Linked DNA regions of Gossypium hirsutum: region 2 is linked to region 1. A link is a contact called in public Hi-C data. All regions are on one chromosome and are shown on one strand. Each heading gives the region's core, a stretch centred on a gene start, on an enhancer-like site or on the middle of the called end of the contact. The rest is flanking DNA. Distances are from core to core; before and after follow the strand shown.

Region 1 (4,956 bases), core at 183-2,682:
TGAGACTTACCTCAGCAACTTTAGCCTGAAGCTTTGGCGTAAGGTGATCTTCCAGAGTTATGACAACCGGATATTCTGAGGCTACAAAAGCATACTCTTTAATAGACCTCAAACACTTGATGAGTTCCACCGGAGTAGTCAATGTCCTACATGAAGGAAACATTTGTTATTCTCTCGGAAGCGGGGGACAGACATGGACTGCTCCTTCGAAACATACCAAAATATTGCAATGTAAGTATGACAAGTTGCGTAAAATTATCAAGGATAGATCCATTCAAGTAACTCTTTGCAGTTGAAGAACATACCCTCCATGAAGAACATCGACATCATCTTTCGTCGAATTCGGCCATATATCCAATTCTATCACCCGCACACCTCTCTTAAGAGCATTTATGATGGGGACATCACTGCACTCACTACTGAGTTGGTTCCCAGTAAGGTAAGAATTGTGACCAGTATATATGAAATAATGTGACAAAGGAGCACTCATATCATGGTGAACCTGAAATAAAACAAATGAACATGATAGCACAAAAAGAAGAAAACTAAAACAATTTGCTTTAGCAATCAAACAAGAAAGTGAGTTGGCCCCAACTTTTCGCACGGATCGGTATCATCACAGGACCTTCTTCAAAGCTACTAATCCAGTCACTAGACATTACAGCTTGCTGAGCTGAAAATAGGTATTAGTTTCATTTAAATCCCATAGAACCCAACACCAAAGTTTCCAACTAGAAACAATAAGGGTAAGCAAATTATCCTTTTTTAGTAAAGGTGAAAACTCAAAGAGGGAACAAACTTCAAATCACGTATAAAAATGTTCCACTTTGCTCCCAAAATTTTCACAGCATCCAAACAAAAACACAAATCAACTAATTTGGACGGAAGCATTCAAAGCCCAATTAATAAACCTAAAAAGGACAAAGGGCAATCCAAAGAGAGAGAGAAATATGATTACCCCAAGAGAAGCAAGAGGAGGATTAATATCACCAAAGAGGTACTTAAAAAAAGCTTCGAGGTTTACACCCTTTCTATGAAAATGTTTAACACTATCAATAATCTTCTGAGCATCTTCTCTGGTAGCCTTATCTTCTTTCTGAACCTCGACCAAGAACCTCTGCAGCCCATCAATGGTCATTATCCCATTCTCGGAGTATTGTTCGAACAGTTTCTTGATATCCTCTGGTGCCTCTGAAACTGCCAGCCTAAACCTCCTCTGGAAGCAGAAACAAACCCTGTAAGTTTGTTTGGACATTTGTTTTTTCTTACAATTCCCAAATATACAACTGGGAACCAGCAAATCTAGACTGTCTGATTTTGTTTAGTTTTTTAAGTGCAGGTTTCTTGCTGTTTCAACTTCTTGAAGACGATGATGAGTTTCATTTCCAGTAAAGATGGTTTACGACACTTCAGGGGATGTGATGGGATGGGACCAATATGTGAAAGCGGGTCGCACTCACATAGTTAAACATGTGGACCCCGAGCTGCCTGTATTTTATTGCATGAGCATAGTTTTTTACGTCTGAAAGGATCATTTTATCTCTAGGGGAAATTGCACATAAGATAATTAAATTATTAATAAAATTATATTTTGGTTAATTTTAAAAATTATAACATAGTTAATAATTTATTTGAAAATTTTTATTTAAATCAGTAAATTATTTAAAATTTTTTATTTGAGTTATTGAGTTGATATATATATATATATTAAATTTGACTAATGAGCTCCAAATGATAATTCGATAAATGATAAGATAGATCAATATCCAATGACAAGTAAAAAAATATTTCTTAGATCCAAGTCGATCTCATAGTTACTGTTGGAGATTAAAGAATAAAGTTGTTAAGATTTTGATTCGTAAATTTATAAGGTTTAAAGATGTTTCAAAAAAAAATTGAATTGTAAAAAAGAGGGAGAATAAGAGCTTTCAATTAGTATAAACAGTATGAATAAAAAAGTCATACAACAACGATTTTAACAACTGAATAATTTAAATAAAAAATTTTAAATAATTTAAGGATCATTTTATAACTTTTTCTAAATTAAATGAACAAAATTTAATTTATTTTACTATGGTGGGACTGCCAAAAGTCAAATGTGAAAAGTAAAGGGTTTATTCTACTCCAATCACAATGCAGGGAAAATGGTGATGTTTACAGTTATCACTCTTCTGTGTCTCTATCTTAGGCAAGTAAAGAAAGGATTTATATTAAAATCAAATTGAAAACTTTTTAATTTCAGATTTATAGAATATAATTTGTCATGTCTTTGGTCTTCTTTTTGGAGGGATATACCGTTGCTGGGAATTATTATCCTTTCGCTTTTTTATATTTCTTTTTTCATGCTTTGTGCAACATATCTTTTTTTATTATTATTGTAAATTCAAAGTTGTTAGTCAATAAATTCATATCTTATCTTTATTTAAATTTTTAACATATTTACAGGACTCATAAAATCTAACACCTACACACAAAACACGACAGATCGAAAGAAACAGCTAACAGTTGTCACATTAACTTCTTATTGTCGGTATTTTCTTTTTCAAAATCATTTAAGATCTTTTAGTCAACTTTTTCAATTTCATTACAACCAAACAATTTAGTAGAAACCCGCAATTTTGAAAGCACTCACTCTAAAGCTCTTAAAATGTATTTGAAATTTTGGAAATATATTATAATAATAATAATCAGTTCAACAATTATTTTTTCTTATCAAGTACTTGTTGTATGCAATATGAAAGTAATATATGATTAGATATAATTATGATGTTCTAAATATTCAAGTTATTAAGCAATTACACTTGGTCATATCAATACAAGGGTTATATAGATACAAGTAGAGAAATGTATGAATATCAGTTATGAACATATTTTTCACACAGTTTCAGTCGGAAGCAGTCAACGTTGAATATGTTACCATCATGCAATGCAAGCGACAATGAGAGTGATGTTGAGGTCAGAATAGCAGTGATCCCATTGGCTTCCTCTTCCTTCCAAGCTTCAAAACCCATCCTCCACTTCTCAAGATCGAGCTGCTTCCGACACTACACTCAAGATGCATAAACATCTAAAGGAATAAGCTTTAAACAAATAAGAGGACCCTCACAATTAGCCTTCTTCTGCTGTTACAAAAAAGAAAATGATTGTCAATAACACGCACACACAATTTTTTTGGCGAGCAAATGTATAAATCAGCAAGACATTAAAATCACACGTTCAATAACAATCATTCTCCGACTGCAAGTAACCATTTTTTGCTTTGAATAAAGTGGAACAGACTTTCATTGAGAAAAAAATCAAACATATAACCACCAAACTTTTGAGAGCTATATAGAGGGAAAAATTATACTTTTTATTGAAACAGTCAGGAGGAACGCTTATGGATATGGCTTGCCTTCTTGAGCAAAGCCACAATGGCAATTCTAATTTTACTCCTGAGGAGATCAAGTAATTTAACAAAAACTTATGGAGTTTGTTCCGGAACTGCTCCATTGGCTGCTTCATGAAAAACAACTGGAACATACTGCAATGAGTTCAAAGAGGGAAAAAATGAAATTTTCAAGATGCGGGATGTGAGAATTTTTAAATCAACCTCTTCCACTGTTAGAAATTCATCGACATTGTAGTAATTTGCCATTTCGTTTTTCCCATTTTCTCATTGATTCTGGGAACAAGGAGATTGAATTGGAGGAAAGGAAATTTGTGTGATAATTGAAGGGGAAGTGTACGGCAAACGTCTGTGAGCTCTTCTTAATGGGCCAATGCTGAACTAGATTCAAGGTCAAAAAGGGCTTTGACAACTTGGGCCAGTTGCATAGACCTCCTCTTAAGGCCTATTTTACCGACCTTTGCTTTCTCGGTTTATATTACTCTAACACGTCACGTAAGATGAGTTTACTTTTTCACAACCGAGTGTAGCGAAGATGGTCGGATGGAATTGAATTCAGCGAAAAATTTTTAAGTTTATAGAAAGAAAAAATTTTAGTTAAATTGAATTGAATAAAATTGTTTATGTTGAATTAAAAATTAATATTTTAAAATTAAAATTTGTTTACAATATAATTAATTTCGTATTATAGCACATAAATTTTAAACCATATCTATTTAAAAACTTTTTTCAAAGTAAAATAGTTAAAAATTAGATACTTTAGTATAATAAACATGAATAATTAATTTACTTATTTATATCCCAAAATTATTATTTTATAAAATTTTTAAAATTTTAATTTTCTTTATATATTCTTTAATTTTTTTAAATTATTATAATTTTTTAAAAAATATAAAGTTTTGAATTTTTATAAATATTTTGGATTTTAAAATTATTTTAAACTTTTTGAATTTTTTTTTAAATTTTTGTTGAGAGGGACCAATTTGCTCATTAGACTAATGAAGTATTTACACTAATTCATTATTTGAATTGTAAAATTCAACTTGAAACTTGAAATACTTATTCGAGTTTACTCGAATAACTTGATTAATTTTTTTTCCGAACGAATTAGAGTTTTGCTTACCTCTACTCGACAGTTTTTGTTTTTCGCAAAACATTATTTTTAATTTTTTAATTCCAACTAAAAAATCCAACATCTAGAAGCTAAACCCGTCCACTTATGGCTTTTTTATAAAATGAACCTAAAAAAAATTATTTACTTACATAAATAACTTTTTTTTGATAAAATACACAAATAACTTATTTATAGTAAAAGTTGGTGGAACCAAAGTCTTTGGTGCCATCAACATGCAAGCATCAGCATTGAGATAAAAAAATTAATTTTTTTCTAGATGTAGAATGGCGCCGCCTGTATAAATATTAAGGAAATATTGCGATCTTTGCAAAAATGGGGGTTTTAAAATAAATTTTCCTTCTTTCTGGTGGAGCCACTCCACCGGATTTGTACATTTTGTCCTTTTCCTAATTTTTTATTTGTTTATTTTTTATAATATTGTAAATTTATATTT
Region 2 (5,033 bases), core at 2,093-4,592, 590 kb before region 1:
AAGCTAAGAAAAAGGAAAAGATGAAGAACAAAAGAAGTAGAAGGATGAAAGTACCTGGATGAAGAAGAAGGAAGATGAAGAACGGCGCAAGGGAAAGATTGGTGAGAGTTGGAAAATGTCTTACAGAAAAAAAATCTGTAAGACATTTTCCCTAAAAGGCATAGACATTTTACCCGTGTTTTTGAAAACACTTTACATTGGGAAAGTGATTTCCATCAAACAAACATTGTAAAACCAGGAAAACATTTTCCGGAAAATATTTTTCTGGTAAACAAACGCATCCTTAATTTTTCTTTATGGTGTAAAAGAAAACAACATATGAAATCGATCGAAAGAGAGCTGCAAATAATACTAAACCTTTTTCTCTATCAAAATCCATTTTTTTAGTAAGATTCACATAATCTTACTTTAAAAACAAAGAAATTTCACATAATCTTAAATCGCAGCATTGTATACGTTAGGGGTCTAATGCTTTATTGGAATTTTATTGTATAGTAATCTGTTAAAAAACGTATGCAAATTTTAGGAGAGTTTAATTAAATATGTTTTTACATTGGGTAAATTATATAAATGATTATTTGATTATTAGTAAATTTTTTGTTCAATCATTTAACTTTAAAAAGTTATTATTTTTATTTTATTTTAGTGCAAAACCGTTAAAACACTAATGTGGCCGTTAATTTATTGCTTTGCTTCCTTTTCATTGTTTTCCAGGGATTAAACCACCAAGTTCTTCAAATTTTTTCTTGGCTTTTCTCTGCAAGTAAGTTCTTCTTGGTCTTCCTTTTTTTTCCTTTGGATTTTGCACGATAGCTTCACCAGTTCTTTCTGGTTCAGCTGCTTTTCCATTGTCGGCTAACTTTTGTTGACCTATAACTCTGAAATGGTCACTATTGCATGCCACACCAACCGAAGTGTTGCAAACAGAGTCTACCTTGCTCCATTTGAGAAACCTTGAGTGAATGAATATGTTGAATGAAATCTAGAATGCTTGCTTATTTTTAACTGTTCAGCAACTAGAGGTGTGCATGGGGCAGGCCGGCCCGAAGGCCCGCCCGAAAAATGAGAGTGTTTTGGTAAAAATATAGGCCCGAAAAATAGGCTTGGACAAAAAATGAGGCCCGTTTAGAAAACGGGCCGGGCCCCGGGTAAATTTTTTTGGCCTAGGCCCGGCCCGGCCGATTTTAATATTAAATTGTTTTTAAATTTTTTTTTTATTTTTAATTTTAAGTAGCTTTAGTACTTTGACTTTACTCTTTTTTGTTGTTTTTAATGTTATTTTGATATTGTAAAACTTTTGTTATTAATATAATTTGGTTCTTAATTTAGTTCTAATTTGTTTCAATTTTTCAATTTTAATATAATTACTTTTTATTATATTTTTAATTTATGTATTATTTTAAGAATTATTTTAGTCTCATTTTTTATTTTTTATTTGTTTTTTGTTTTAATATTTATTTTTATGTTTTTAAATGTATTTGATTTATTATATTTTAAAATTTTTTATTTAATAAAAAAAGTAAAAAAATTTAATATGGCCGGGCCGGGCCAGGCCGGACTCGGGCCTACTATTTTTTCTCTAGCCGAACTTGGACAAATTTTTAATCCCATATTTCGAGCCGGGCCGAGCCCAAGCCTTGAAAACAGATAAAATTTTTTTATGGGCCCGACCCGACCCGACCCGACCCGACCCATACACACCTCTATCAGCAACTATGGATGTGAAAACTATCCTCAGTAACAATATGAATAATGGGTTTATATTCATTTTTTAACCCATTTTTTCTAGCTGCCTCGAAATCCATCAATTCAAACAAAAAATTTCTTTCTCAGTAAAAAAAGTATATGTATCTACATTAACTTGATTAAACCAGAGTCAAAAAGCACAATCATTAAAATAATCTATTTATTTGCTGACTTTTCATTCTTTCTTAACCTTTTTTCCTTGTTTGTTTACTAAAAATAATTGTTTAAACAAAACATAACATGATAACGAATCTAATTTAGTCATTCTAAAGGTTCAAACTTAAAAGAAATTGAAATCCATTAATTGTTGTCCACTCAACAGCTCAAACATGACAAAAAGACATTTCTTTTCGAAGAAGAAAAGTAATTAGAGATAGAGCAACAATGGCGTATTGTCAAACACAATGGTTGCCAATCATCAAGATCTCAAACATATGATGTCAAACCCCTTAAACTAGAAAAAAAAGGGAACCATCACCATCCACTGTTAGTTTGAAAATGCTTTTTAAAAATGTTTTTATCAACTACTTTTGAAAAATAATTTTTAAAAGTTTAATTTAAAATTTGTATGTTTAACATTACTGTAAAAAAATATTTTGAGAAAATATGTATTTAAATAATATTTAAATTAGTTAATATTATTATATTTTAGTAAAAATATAAAAGAAATTATTATAACTTGTTGTTAATATTTTAATATATAAAATATAAAATATAAATTTTAAATATTTTTAAGCAATAAATATTAATTATTTATAAAATTTAATTAAAATATATAAACTATATTTTAAATATTTAAATATAACTATTAAATATTTGTAATTAGTATTTTAAAAAATATTTTTTATTTTTAATTAATAATTTTAATACATTTGTAATTAAGTACCAAGAAAAAAAAAATAAGTATTATGTTATTGGATGAGTGAAAAAATAATTAAGTACTAAAAGTGCTTTTGGAAAAAAAAACTAAAAGTTTTACTTTCTCATTTTCAAAAGTATTTTTCAAAAACACTTTTAAAAAGTTAAAAATTTTAGAAAAACAATTTATTTAGCTTTAAAAGTACTTTTAGAGTTAAAAGTATTTTTTTTAAGTATTGTAAAACACGCCATTAGACATTAGCCACTAATGAACATATTAAAGCATAAATCCCTGTTACTAATCGACTTTCGTTTTCATTGAAAGCCTTGCTTAATAATCAGACCAAGACTCCATAAGAGAGGGAAGACTGGGAGCCACCCCAGCCCGATCGAAAACAGCAACCGGGGGCACCTAATCCGGATCAGCACCCATACAGTGACAACATTAGCGTGTCTAATCGTAAAAATTAGTTGGTTGTTTGATTTGCCACATTTTTAATGAAACCAACGAAAATTAATTTAATGGATAAACCAGTAAATATCAACAGTACTGGTTAAAACACATCAAGCAAGGTAAGAAAAAATTGTGGGTGGTAAAAAGTACAGGCATTCTAAATTCGATCCTGTACTTATTCTTACCCCTAAAAAAAAAGAAGGAAAAAGAAACAGTAACAGAAGCTGTTGTTAGTTAAAAAATGGGAGGTTGACTTATACCTATTAGAAAAGAAGTTAAAAACAGATAAAGAAAAATATAAAACTCCCAAGAACAGAAATTCAGTCTCTGATAGAGTGATAGGGAATCAGTAACAATGAGACCTTTTGATAAGACCCAAAGATGCAATTACTTCCCCATGCTAACCATAGTAACTTTTTCAACTTTGTTCTTTGGATTCTTTTGTTACAATCAATACATGAAAACCATTCCATTCCCAGATTTCAAACACCAACACCCCTTCCAGGAATCTTCAAACTCAACCTATGTTCAACTTCAAGAAACAAACAAAGCTGACGATGGTGACTATGAAAGGATTGTTTCGCCATTAGAAGAGTGTGATATCTTCACAGGAGAATGGGTTTTTGATAATGGGTCATCACACCCTTTATACAAAGAAGATGACTGTGAGTTCCTTACTGACATGGTAACTTGCTTGAAGAATGGAAGGCCTGAATCTTTATACCAGAAATGGAGATGGCAGCCCAGAGACTGCTCTTTGCCCAAGTAAGTACTTTCTTTCTCTAAGTACTTGGTAATTCTTTTCAGATTCATTCTTTTAGTCTTCCATTTTTCTTCAAGTACCTTGTTCCTTGCATATTTTGAAACGATATGCTACTCCATAAACCCTTGAATAGTTAAAAATTTTGGGTTAAGGTTTGAGGCAAATTTATTGCTGGAGAAACTTAGAGGAAAGAGGCTAATGTTTGTTGGGGACTTCATAAATTTGAACCAGATGCTATCTATGGTTTGTATGGTTCAATCTATTATCCCACCAGAGAAGAAGAGCTTTAGTTATGCAAGCTATACCACTGTCTTTAAAATGAAGGTAATTGCTTGCTGCTGTTTCTACAATATTTTAACTCATTGATTGATTTCATTCAAATAACTAAGAGAAAAAAAAAATGAAAGAATTTGTTTGAACTGTGTAGGATTACAATGCTACACTGGAGTTTTACTGGGCACCATTTCTGGTTGAATCCAATGTAGACCCTCCAACAATGAGGTATGGCACAGTGGTTCCTGTAGTCAAGCTTGAATCAATCTCAAAACACGGGGATAACTGGAAAAATGTGGATTATCTCATCTTTAATACATATATTTGGTGGAGGTACCCCACCATGAAAGCTCTGTAAGTTCTTACATTTGTTGGCTTTTTTACATTCTTTAGTACATACGGTTCTGAAATACTAGAAAATTTCACTCAATTCTTCCTTCAAAACTGACCGAAAAGGCAGCGAATTTTCAGTAATGGGGCAACGGATTCTGTCGACGTTGATCAGAATGTAGCATATGAGAGGGCTTTGAAATCATGGGCTAAATGGGTGGAAGAAAATGTTGATTCTAATAGAACTTCAGTGTTCTTCAGCAGTATGAGTCCTACACATATGAAGTATAAACTAGCGAACACTTGAAAACTTCTCAGTTAGATGGTTCTAAACAGATACTTTAACACATTTCGTGTATGCAGATTAAAACAGGCGCTCTGATTGGAATAGCACGAATAGGATCAAGTGTTGGAACGAGACATCTCCGTTTCCGAACATATCGAGAATTGATGTGGGTACCAATCGGCAGCTTTTCATAACCACGGTGAATGTCATTCAATCCATGAAAATACCCCTTCACTTCTTCAACATAACGAGGCTATCCGAATACCGGAAAGATGCACATACATCAATCTATGCAGCTCCTGGTGGTAAGTTGCTGACGCAAG

Evidence for each region. A called contact is a pair of places that touch in the nucleus more often than the background predicts.
Region 2: a Hi-C map of leaf shows a contact between it and region 1, with 1.5 times the contacts expected there. The contact joins the promoter of LOC107957304 here to the promoter of LOC107960006 in region 1. A contact is called at or near these places in 2 of 34 Hi-C or Micro-C datasets (both in leaf).

Annotation. Positions count from the first base shown.
Region 1 is chrA05:78,966,606-78,971,561 of Gossypium_hirsutum_v2.1, reverse strand. It overlaps LOC107960006 (phosphoinositide phospholipase C 2), which reads right to left and starts at 1,432. Exons shown (of 9, transcript XM_016896202.2): 1 at 959-1,432; 2 at 306-502; 3 at 11-146. The coding sequence starts at 1,255.
Region 2 is chrA05:79,558,472-79,563,504 of Gossypium_hirsutum_v2.1, reverse strand. It overlaps LOC107957304 (protein trichome birefringence-like 30), which reads left to right and starts at 3,342. Exons shown (of 5, transcript XM_041112498.1): 1 at 3,342-3,823; 2 at 4,053-4,145; 3 at 4,249-4,448; 4 at 4,566-4,687; 5 at 4,788-5,033. The coding sequence starts at 3,788. The coding sequence ends at 4,792. It overlaps LOC107957305 (a long non-coding RNA gene), which reads right to left and starts at 454. Exons shown (of 4, transcript XR_001700401.2): 1 at 55-454.